Regions from separate parts of the Mus musculus genome. Here regions 2 and 3 are each linked to region 1. A link is a contact called in public Hi-C data. All regions are on one chromosome and are shown on one strand. The core of a region is the stretch at or near the end of the contact, and the rest is flanking DNA. Distances in the headings are between cores, read along the strand shown.

What was found. A called contact is a pair of places that touch in the nucleus more often than the background predicts.
Region 2: a contact with region 1 is called in a Hi-C map of adipose-derived mesenchymal stem cells, with 2.2 times the contacts expected there. The contact joins two enhancer-like sites.
Region 3: a contact with region 1 is called in a Hi-C map of embryonic fibroblasts, with 8 times the contacts expected there. The contact joins two enhancer-like sites. A contact is called at or near these places in 3 of 484 Hi-C or Micro-C datasets (the HL-1 cell line, embryonic fibroblasts and nephron progenitors) and 1 of 115 datasets of contacts at active chromatin or transcription factors (acute myeloid leukemia).

The regions. Positions count from the first base shown.
Region 1 is chr1:69,608,985-69,613,047 of GRCm38.p6, reverse strand. All of the region lies in intron 3 of Ikzf2 (IKAROS family zinc finger 2), which reads left to right. Among named protein-coding and RNA genes, the nearest start is that of Ikzf2, 75 kb to the left of the region's middle. Within about 2 kb of position 1,722, at least 28 of the 459 cell types and tissues checked have an H3K27ac peak or open chromatin away from gene starts, as enhancers often do. A contact at or near this core is called in adipose-derived mesenchymal stem cells and embryonic fibroblasts, where this site is marked.
Region 2 is chr1:69,275,162-69,279,224 of GRCm38.p6, reverse strand. No RefSeq gene overlaps it. Among named protein-coding and RNA genes, the nearest start is that of Gm28497, 150 kb to the left of the region's middle. Within about 2 kb of position 2,119, at least 28 of the 459 cell types and tissues checked have an H3K27ac peak or open chromatin away from gene starts, as enhancers often do. A contact at or near this core is called in adipose-derived mesenchymal stem cells, where this site is marked.
Region 3 is chr1:69,329,574-69,333,636 of GRCm38.p6, reverse strand. No RefSeq gene overlaps it. Among named protein-coding and RNA genes, the nearest start is that of Gm28497, 100 kb to the left of the region's middle. Within about 2 kb of position 1,811, at least 47 of the 459 cell types and tissues checked have an H3K27ac peak or open chromatin away from gene starts, as enhancers often do. A contact at or near this core is called in embryonic fibroblasts, where this site is marked.

The DNA of each region.
Region 1 (4,063 bases), core at 473-2,972:
ACATCTGAAGGTTCACATCTGAACTGGCAGGCAGGAGACTTCGAGGCACACTAGGAATTGTTTCAGTCTTTTGAAACCTCAAGGACTACCAGATGTAGATAACACCTCTAATCCTTCCCAAACAGTTCTACCAACTTGGGACTAGTAGAGTCAAATATATGAGCTTTGGGAGACTATGCTCATTCAAACCACCAAAGTGGGTCAACTATGAAAACATGGAAGATGCTCTATGTTTTAAAGCATCACATTCAGCCAAGACTTTGTCCTTTATGTAAAACCGCGTAATAATCACATCCACTTCATTGGTATACACATTGGCTTTTATTTTTTAAAAAAGGTAAAATTATCCTTATACCAAAATTGTTTTGAAGTAACTCTATTTTATTTTCACTAAATGTTTAATTAATTTCACATGACTATATATCTGTGTTAATGTCAACATTTCTCTATCAAATGAGGCAGTCACAGAGTAGAAAAATTAAGTCATCAGTCTTCAGCATGGTGGTATTGGATTAGAAGTGAGGAGAAAAGGGGGCATCCACAAGGGCTTCTGGGTTTTTGCTTCAATAAAAACTCATGGGCCTTCTTGAGTGGAGAGGAGTAGACTTGGAGATTGACAGGGAGAGTTCTATTGGAAACAGGTGAACGTAAAGATTCATTTCTAGAAGTCATGCAGATGAACATGTCTTCATCAAAGACATGTGTCTGAGCCAAAGGATTACGGAGTCAGATTGCTCTCGCTCAGGGTGGCCATTGTGAAACTCCTAGGTGTATGGTGGAGACCAGGGCTGCCAGGAGGTTTTACGACTTGGCATCCTCATGTGCAAGTCACCAAATATTCCTTGTTTTCACTGGGTTGTTTTGAAGATTAAAGCCGGATCATGTTGGTGAATCCCTGACAGTGCTTGACATGCAATTAGCACCCAATAAATATCTTTAATTGTTTTTAATTATTGTTGTTGTTGGCAAAAGGAGTAGGATTTTTAAGCTGAGATTAAATGTTTTGGAATGTGATTAGGATTTGCACTGATAATATCTTACTTGAATTGTATTGTTGTCCTTCATGGAAGTATTATAACCCACAAATTTGAATTCTGTAAGTATATGGGGGCTTATGATTTATCAGTATGTTTACTATTGTGAGGTAGTGGTCATGGCCTCTTAAATAGGATCTACCATACTGTATGCAAACCAAAGTTCCCAAGGAAGTAATGAGTCAAAATGCAATCGACAGATCACCTTTGGATTGCCAGTTTCTTGCTCCACTTGGGTTGATCTTTAGGTTGAGTTCCACAACCTTTGATTTGGCTCAGGTTTTCCGCCGATGAGACTTTCCCTTACCCTTGACCTTAAATGTTAAAATTACTGATTTCAAGTGGATTCATATTCTAGAATTTTTATTTTGTCTTCTTTTTTTCTGTAGAGTCAGTGTATGCTGTAGGATTTTGAGACTCCCCTTATTGCATTAACAGATTCTTAGGGCGCAAAGGCCAGATCACTTAAGAAAACCACAGTCTGTTTGGCAATAGTGGTGAACCTGGAGCAAAGCCAGCCACAGCCAGTATAAAGTTAGATTCCATTCCATCAGCATAATAGTTAATAATAGTCGGCTGATAGGGATGAGGAGTGTGCCTTCTCCCCCTCCTCCCATTCCTCACTAACCTCTCCACCTAATATACCATTCCTTTCCCCATTCCTAGAATTCTTTGCTTGAGCCCAGCTAGGGGATGCTGAGCTAGTGGCTGCTGTGTAAATGCCATAGTGGGGTCTTTCTGAAAGAACTGATAGCCCTGGTGGTGACTACTTAAAAAGCGAGTCATCTCCAGATGTCTTTAGGGATATAGAAAAAAGAGTCCTCTATTCATGTTTGTGTGCGAATAAAACCAAAATCCCGTCACTCTCCTGCTTTATCCCAGGTCATCAGAATCACTCTACTTTCTTCTAGCCAGATAGGAAAGATAGAATTATTTTAATGAGCTTAGTCGTAGTAAAAGTAAATCAGTTTCATTTGTGGTGTCTAGCCCCTAAGCGCACCCGAACTAGTCAAACATTTACAGCATTCCAGGAATTCTTTCCCTGAATTCTACAGGCTCGAATTTGGAGTTGCATTTAAACAGTGAGAAATATTGCTGGATGTGAGATCCACTAGTGTAGTATTGATGGGAAAATCCAACATCATTTTCCTGCATCTAAGCACTTCTTGGTGGGACCATGTCCTAGTAGGCAGCAGCCTCACATTGTGTAACTGTTGACGATAGCATTTTGGTGCTACCTGTAGTTTAGGGTAGCAATTGTCCTTTACCCTACATCTCACCACTACAGAAACACTTGCTAACTTCTAATCACTTGCTTCTCAAATTTAAGAGCTTGGCCAGAGTGATGCCGGAAAGTCTGCATTTTCCAGTGAGTAACGTCCATCTCTTCTGGGGATCTTGACACCCCCCTATCATTAACAAGTCCTCAGATTCCTTTAGAGAATGGAGCAAGGAGACCAGCCCCCCCCCAAATGTATAGTAAAGCATAACCAGGTTGTACCCGAGGATAAGTTATTTCTCAATAGAGTGCATTGTGCTGGCTGCCAAGCGAACCCAACATCTTCTTGCCTCCTTCCTTCTACAGATTATATTGTGGTTTCAGGTGTTGTTCTCAGGTCAGTTTCCCTGGTCATTAATGCTGCAACACCTCTGCTGAGTAGATATCTACTCTCTGGTTCTTTTATTACACCACTGTGTAACCAGCACTGGAGACTCAAGGGCTGAAGCTGTTTGTAAATAAAACTTTAAAAATAGTTCCTGGGACAAGGATGTGGAGAATCAAGTCCTACGTTTTATTTTCCAACAAAGCTTCGCTTAAGTGGAATCACAATGAACTAAGTCATTGTGATTCTTACTATATTAATCTCAGAACCATTCAGTCTCTATGATTCCAGGGGTATTACTCACCCTGCTAGTCAATGACAGCATGTGTCCAATCTATGTAATATCAAAAGTAATCTAACAGCATATAGTTGCTGCCTCTAGCATACTTTTAATAACAGCAAGTTCTTACCGTTTGGTTTGAAAATGATTACCATTATTTTCTAAGAAATTTTAGGCCCAAAAAAGGATGATTTGAGAAAGAATTCAGTTTAATTCAGTAAATGTTCTCTGAGCATTGTTGTGTGCTAGCCTCTGAGTTAAGTATTTAGAATGCAGAATGGATGAACTTGTCCCTGGGTCACAGTGTACAGTAGAATAGAGACAGTTGGATCATTTCATGCCCCTTACAATTGGAGTGTAGAGCCGCTCTTCTGTTAAAAGCCATTAGTTTTGCCAGAATTGGCCAGAAAGGGTTATTATCCTAGGAAATCACATTGGGTCTGAACCTTGAATGATGGGAGCTGGGAAATGAGGACAAACGGAGGCATCCAACACAAAGGAGCCACGCACAAGCAGACTGGGAGCAGTGTATGCTGGGGAAATGGAATTGCTTCAAGGTGGCAAAATATCACTTGTTTGTGGGTCAATGTTATTCTTGTCAAAGAAGGCCATATATGACATATATAAATGACCTTCGGATTATGATGAGGCTTTGGAGTCAAATTTGTAAGCAAGTTAGAAAATTCTTACAGAAGATAGATTTGGGTTTTGTTTTGTTTTTTTCAGAGGTGTGTGTGTGTGTGTGTGTGTGTGTGTGTGTGTGTGTGTGTGTGTGTTCAGGCGTGCACATGCCTGTGCATGCGTGTACACATGCATTGTCCATAGATACCAGAAGAGGGTATGAGATCCTGTAGAGCTGTTGTCATAGGCATTCCTGAGCTTCCTGAACTAGGCTGTGGGATGATTCGGGTCCTCTCAAAGAGCAGTATATGCTCTCTCCTGAACAGAACTGCTTCTCTGTACATCATGTAAGACTAAGAGAACGTTTCACATGAGTGAAGAGTATTTCCTGAGCTTGAAGGACTCATGTCTTTGTTTGTTTTTGTTGTTTTGGGGAAGTGTGTTATATCACTTGAAGATTCGTCTAATCACAGGATACATGGTGCTCTGTGTTAGGGCGTTAGTTGTCTTATGTAACCTGGTAT
Region 2 (4,063 bases), core at 870-3,369, 330 kb after region 1:
GGATCTAACCTCATTTTTGCACTGTGCTGGTCTAACTAAAAGGTGAGCTATGCATGTGTGATATGTAACAATTATGTTGAAGCAAGCTGAGTCTGGAGTATGGAATTTTTGTAGACTATTATATGGAATATGAAACTTTCTTCTCCTGACCCTCTCCTTTATCGGTTCCTAATGGCTTTCCCTGCTTCATCTTACTGCTCACTTTTCCTTCTGGGAAAACTAAAAGGTGATCTGTTGTGTCCTGGTTCTTTCCTCTCCCCCACTAACACTGGTACAAAATCCTCGCAGAAACAGTGTGCCTGGTTCATTAGCATGACGTCTTCCTTGTAGGGACTTTTCCAATTCCCATATTATATTAACTCCCCTAAGCTTTTATCTTTCTTGTAGGTCTATAGACAGCTCGACTCAATAATAACTTTTACCATCTACAGCCAAAGATACGTATTGTCTGACCTCCATTCAGCAACAGTGTTCTGTTTCTTATCTCCCTCAGCTGCACTAATGCTAATTTCTCTCTGCTCCATTCTGTGTCGTTTTTCTGCACTTGGCCCTTTCAGAGGCACTCTGTTTCTTCTATTTCTGATGGCCACAATTGCCTAATATCTTATTATGCACCACTATCGGCTCAGTTTTCCCAAGGCGTTTAGAGTGTAGGAGTCAGAGAGACAAAACGGTCTGGACGCAGCACTTATTGAAACAGGCACAAGCTTTATTGATGACTTTGGTTTGAAAATCTCTTCCAAGCAAAACTGTCTCCTGATACATTCTTCGGAGAAAAGAGGTGAGCTCACATCCACCAATACTGCCCACATAGACTGTTAGTTATCCTGTGTTCGGTGTGCACCTCAGCCCCTACATTTCCTCTTGCCAGAGACCCCTGCTTTTATTCATGTCCCTTGACATTTATTCTTTCTTCATGCCAGATTGGCAGTGCCTGGATTCTTGTCCAGGAAGCTAGTATCCAAATCATCCTTATGAGTTAACAATATATTCACATGCAAGAGATAAACTGATAAATGAGAATCTTCCCTTAGGTCCCGAATTCCTATGAGTGATTGTTTTATCTTGATTTAGAATCTCCAGGCAAACACACATCTGGATGTGTTTATGAAGGCATTTACCGAAAGGTTTAACTGGAGGGCCATCCCTTGGTGTGAACAGTAAGATCCATAGGCTGGGGTCTAATACTACTAGAGAGTGAGGAACAGGAACCCCAGCCTTCCTTTCCTTGCTTCATGACTATAAAAGAAAACATGACCAGGTGCCTCGTGCCTCTGCCACTGTGCCTTCCTTGCCTCAGTGGTCTGTGTTCTTTCTTTAAGACTAAGCCAAAACAAACCCTTCCTCCCCTGAGATGTTTCTTGTTGGGCTTTTATACAAGCACAGCAACATGAAAAGTGTGAACACACTCTTGATGTTTGTGAGACTGTGCTAGTATAATAAAGGTCAGGGATGGAACCCCCATCTTTCATACCAGCATAATTGACTTGGTGAATGAACTCATGAATGAGTAAGTTGGTTGGGCTACAGCCCCACCTTTTTTCCCACCCACATTCCATTTTTAAAATTCCACTGGAAAACCAGTGGGAGCGGAGAACGCTGGAATGAGGAGAGGGAATGTCTGACCGTTCCTTTCGCATCCCCTGCAAGGCATTGTGTGACAAAACCAGAAAAGAATCTCAGCCTCTCTAAGTGTTGTGTTGTCTGATATTTTGGCATTAAAAAAAAAGCTCCAGTCATGTTATTCTGTCTTTCAAGTGTGATGTATGAAGGTGAGAAAATAAGGTCTTATTTTCAAGACTCCTTGCCCCAGTGCAAATTGAAAACCGTGGGACTTGGTTGATAAACAAACATGAGAGAGATCCTTCATTTAGAAAGGGCGGGACACCAGTAAAGCTTGCATTCAAGTGTTTTTCTTTTCCTGGTGGCCTGCTTCTGTAGAGGACAGCCTGAAACACCCGTGACTATGTTAATCCTCACAGTGGCGCAGGGCTGGAAACGCAAAGCATGCCCACACACTTTTCTTCTTTGGTTCTTGTCATGAACACCATAAGCTTTAGCTCCTGTCACTCTCTCACCACACTGGAGCCACATAAGCTTGCTGTTCTTGGAACTATTCCCCAGCCCCTCCTTCCCTGGAGCCCTGGAACTGTTATACCTTGCTATGGAGTGTTCTCTCCACTGCCTTCCTTGCTGCCCTCTTCGTTTACATCCTGTTTCTCATTTACATCTTGTTCCCCAAGGAGATGTTCTTTGGGTTCCCAGTGATGCTCCTCACTATTCTTCTCTATTTGTTCTCCTTAACCATCTCCATGGGATCCTTAGGAAGCAGTTCCCAATTGTTTTACCACTTGTTTGTCTTCTACAAATACACTGGAGACTGATGGAGGTAGGGATTATGCCTGAGATGACACCCGTTGACAATCCTAGAACATACTAGGTCCTTAGTTAGCAAATGCTGAATGCATTGTGGCACAGCAAGCACTTGAGCTCCTAACTCACCAATTGGGAAACAAGACTCAGGTTCCTCACACTACTTGTCTGCCTCTGACACTGGCACTCCACAGGAGTAGAAGTGGATGTAGAAGGGAAGACATTTGCTCATGATTAAATGGAGGTGTGTTTTGCTCTAGTCTTTCTTTGCCTCATTCTTTTATCTCTGTGTTCTGGATAAGATGAGCAGGTGGAATTGATTGAAAGCACAGGGGGAAGGGACTTGTGTGTGAGAATGGCTGCTTATTTTGTATCCATTTCTGGTGGATAGCTACTCAGCGCAGACCAGTTCTAGTTGGCATGATAGATTTCAGTGCACCGATTCAGGAAATTACCACTGTTAAATGGTTTTATAAACTATGTAGTGGACAGTGTTGATGTGTGATATATATATATGCAGTTTGATTTCCCAGAACTCATTTGTCAGAATTTCCAAAAGATCACAAATAAAGGTCAATATTTTTAGACACAATCTACTTTGATACATCTATTTTTGTTTATAAATTTGGAATGCCAAGCAGTATTTATACTTTGCAATCTTCAAATCTCCACCAGTGTCTTTGAGTCTAATCATGATGGTTGGTAAGGGTGTGCACTTCTGCCACCTAAGCGTGGGCATCTCCACAGCAGCTCTCAACAAATAGTCTCCAGCTAAACGGGTATGTCTGGGACTGTCACTAACTTTCATGCGTAATCAGGGACCCATGTTTATGGGCAGATCACCTCATTCTACCAGTCAGTGATGACTTGGGTTCCTGAGAGATGTCATAAGGATCTGAGTCAACAGAGCCCCAGCTACCTCTAAACATTGGCGTGGTGTTTCTGATGTAGTTTCCCTGGCCATTGTTAAATATAATAATACACTCCTAATATTTCTTTTGTTTTAGCTAAAATATATAAGCCCATACTACTTTTAGACTCAATATCTCTTCATAAATCCAAATTTTTATTCTTCTCTCATATATTACATCCTGACTGCAGTTTCTCCTCCTGTGGTGGTTAGAAGATGCTTGGCCCAGGGAGTGTCACTATTAGGAGGTGTGGCCTTGGTGGAAGGAGTGTGTCACTATGGGAGTGGGCTTTGAGACCCTCCTCCTAGCTTCCTGTTTGCCTTTAGAACAAGATGTAGAAATCTTAGCTCCTCTAGCCCCATGCCTGCCTGGACACAGCCATGCTTTCTGCCTTGATGATAGTGGACTGAACTTTCAGAACCTGTAAGCCAGCCCCAATTAAATTTTGTCCTTTATAAGAGTTTTCTTGGTCATGGTGTTTATTCACAGCAGTAAAACCTTAACTAAGATACCTTTTTTCCCTCCCCTGGTCACTCCCCCTTCCACCTGTCCTCTCTCCCATATTCACTCCCACTCTACCTCCTTTCAGAAAAGAGCAGGCCTCCCAGGGACATCAACTAAGTATAATAAGCAACAATAAGACCAAGCACATACCATCATATCAAGACTGCAAGGCAACCGAATAGATGGGAAAGGGTCCTGCAAATAGGGTCAAGGACAGTCCCCATTCCCACTGTTAAGATTCTCACAAAAACACTAAGCTACTTTCTCAGCCATAA
Region 3 (4,063 bases), core at 562-3,061, 280 kb after region 1:
TAGAGTGCTGACAGATTAATGGTAGCAATAGACTGTGGAGATGTAAAACATTCAACAATTGTGTACCAAACAACTGCTTTAACTGCTTTGAGTGCCAGGGACTTTTGGGGACCTTTTTTTCCCCTCTTTTTTCCCCCCAATGAATAAAACCGAATTTCTGATTTCACTGAGCTTTAGTGGCTGGAGAGATAGCAAATGCAAAAACCTAGAAATTCTTTAACTGAGGTCTAGGTAAGCATTATGGGGAAAAGGAGAAAAGAGAGAGTGTGTCTAAGTTACTGGTTAAACTTTTGCTGGGAGATAATGTTTCAGCAGGGTCTTGAAGAAAGTAGGGCATGGTAACAAGCCTGTAAAAGTCACAGGGGAAGGGCAGAAGGTGCAGCCACTGCTACAAAACTTGCTCAGCAGGGACATGACCCCAGGGTAACCTTGAGCCCATGGAGTCTCAGTGAAACATTGAAAGGAAGAGAAGTTTGCAGGAAACTAGAGGCAGAGGATAACTTAGTTACATATAAGAGGGTCACAGAATGATGAAGAGGAGAGATACGATTGGAGTCTAAGGCAGCAGAATGGAAGCAGACATCAGTCTTTCAAACCTGCTACAGAAGACTTGCGATTCCATGTACTGAGTCCAGAGCACGGCACTCTGTGACCTCATTACTGCTTCCTAGACATCCTTCTGGTGATGGAGTCTCACCATTCCATCAACCTGAGATGCAATCCCAATCTAATGGGTTAAAATTTGCACCCGAGATGATGTAACTTGTTCTTGCTTTGCTCAGTAGCTCACGAAAGTAATAGGGTTTACGATGAATTACAGTCTTCCTTCCTCTCTGCTTCACCTTCAAGACAGCCATTAGCATTGTTTAAGGCTTTGACTCTCCTGGAAATAATAAGATACAGTATCGCAGATATCAGATCCATCAGAGATAGCAGACAGTAGAACTTTCTGTTATTTGGTTTATCTATTTACTTTATTATTGTTTCCTGTGTTTGACTTAGTAGATATTTGCACTTATAGAGCTGTATTTATTTGTAATATATATATATATATATATACATACACACATACATACACACACATATATATGTATACATATATATGTATGTGTCTTTGTACAAGTATTTATGCCTATATGTATGCTTACACCTATGATTTCGTGTGATACCATGCAATAAGAGAGCCACTATTTGTTACCTCTTTGTACAGCATTTCCCTGATGTATAATTTAAACCCCTCAGTAAACATCTGATGGGGAACTACTCATATTATAAAGACAAAGGTACAATAGGTTCAATTTACTAAAGACCTAGCAGGAACCAAAATTCAGCCCCAGGTCAGCAGGATACAGCAGTATCAAACACACGCAGAGCGTGTTTGATAGCAAGAGAATTTACTGCTAAGAAAATGACATCAGGTTCAGAAATCTTCACGTCCCAAATCACATTTCTGTTAACCTGTTGAGCATTTCTCGAGATTCCCTGTAAGGAGAGTGAGTTTATTTCGGTGAACACATAAGTATTTACATCAGTATGACTTCATTTTTTTTTTGGGTGGGGGGAGGAACTATACAATGCCGATCTGCAGTTTATTCTCTTTGTTAGTCCGTTGCTTCCTGATAAATAGAAGATTGCAAAAAGCTGTTAAACCTCATTCAAGGAAACACTCAGTCCTCAAGCTTTCACAAGCTTTTGTAAAACCTAGTGAGCTGGGTGAAAAATCCCTGGCTGGGAGTAGAGTATCGTGAACAGATGAGCTCACCCCTGGTATGCAAAGCTGCCGAATTAGCTGGTTAAACAGGCTGCTGAGATAATTACATTGTCTGTTTTGTGACACATTACACCGGTGCACTTGAGATTAACCTGTTCTCTTGTGTCTATTCTGATCAGTTTTTTAGACAGCCTTTTATCTGATGAAGGCTCAGAGACATCAAAAGAGAAAGGGGCGTGGGTGAAAAGAAAGCCCACATTAAGCTGAAGAGTTAAAATTTCTATTTAAATTTCTGCACCCATATTCCTTATTTCCATAACTTTGGTTGCTCTCTAGAGACCTCTGCTGGAAATTATGGATATGAAAATAATCACACTTAAAGAATTCATTGTTTGCATTTTACCGTAGCTATTACATCATAAGCCCTATAACTAATTTTAAGAAGGAAATTTCAATGTTATATCATAAGCATAACACACTTACTACAGAGCTATATTCAGACCGAAGTGCTATGTTCGGAAAGTTTCTTTTTTTTTTTTCCCCAATTTTTATTAGGTATTTTCTTCATTTACATTTCAAATGTTATCCTGAAAGTCCCCTATACGACCCCCCCCCCCTGCTCCCCTACCTACCCACTCCTACTTCTTGGCTCTGGTGTTCCCCTGTACTGAAGCATATAAAGTTTGCAAGACCAAGGGGCTTCTCTTCCCAAATGATGGCCGACTAGGCCATCTTCTGATACATATGCAGCTAGAAACATGAGCTCTGGGGAGTACTGGTTAGTTCATATTGTTGTTCCACCTATAGGGTTGCAGACCCCTTTAGCTCCTTGGATACTTTCTCTAGCTCCTCCATTGGGGGCTCTGTGTTCCATCCAATAGCTGACTGACTGTGAGCATCCACTTCTGTGTTTGCTAGGCCCCGGCATAGCCTCACAAGAGACAGCTATATCAGGCTCCTTTCAGCAAAATCTTGCTAGTGTGTGCAATGGTGTCAGTGTTTGGAGGCTGATTATGGGATGGATCCCTGGGTATGGCAGTCTTTAGATGGTCCATCCTTTCGTCTCAGCTCCAAACTTTGTCTGTGTAACTCCTTCAATGGGTGTTTTGTTCCCAATTCTAAGAAGGGGCGAAGTGTCCACACTTTGGTCTTTGTTCTTCTTAAGTTTCATGTGTTTTGCAAATTGTACCTTGGGTATTCTAAGTTTCTGGGCTAATATCCACTTATCAGTGAGTACATATCATGTGAGTTCTTAGAAACAGAAGGTACTCTACCCAATTAATTCTATGAAGCCACAATTACTCTGATACCTAAACCACATAAAAACCCAACAAAGATAGAGAACTTCAGACCAATTTCCCTTATGAATATCGATGCAAAAATACTCAATAAAATTCTTGCTAACCGAATCCAAGAACACATCAAAACAATCATCCATCATGACCAAGTAGGCTTCATTCCAGGGATGCAGGGATGGTTTAATATACGGAAATCCATCAATGTAATCCACTATATAAACAAACTGAAAGTTTCTAAAGGCATCTGCAGGCTAAATTTGAGCTGGTAGTCAGTAAGTATGCACCCACACTCTAAGAGTCCACTCTGTGCTTAGCAATGATAAATTTTGGCTTGTTATTTTTATATTTTTGTTAATGTTGTCAAAGTTTAAGTAGAATTATTTATTTTGAGATTAAATGTGGTAGATATAAACACCAATGAAGATAATAATAATAACCACACACAAACAACTCTAAAACCTGTCCCTAAAGAGTTTTATGGGCCCTTTTTATGGACATCATTATACTTACAAGGAAAATTATTTAGACATTCTGATTATGTGGGAATGTAGTAAACATAAGATTTCATCACAGTGATAATTTAGATAACGGACAATTAAGAGAATAAATAGAAATACTACCCATTAACAACCTCTGGCAACTCAAATTGAATTTTACCAACTATTGAGCTTCTGGCTATATGGAGTTGCAATTTAAAGCAGGTATAATAGATTTTAACAACTAAACAGTGTTTGTTACACTGTACCAACTAAGATATTAGTTAAATGGGGCAAGAAATGTCCCTTCGTGTTAATGAACATCAAATTTAACTCCTGCTGTTCTTCCTCTTCCACTTCCCCATCCCCACCCCCAGGAACAGCTGTACTTGACTTGATAGATCAGCATTCAGATGGGTTTCCTGGAAAAATATGTTTTTGGAATAAAGCTTAACTTGGCCAGATCTGTCTACTTTCTATGCTCTCAGTTTGTTTTGAAGGATTTGAAAATATTGGCATCTTTCTTCCTTTAGAGAGTCCATATTGTACTGTCAGATATGAGAAGCTTTGCCAACCTC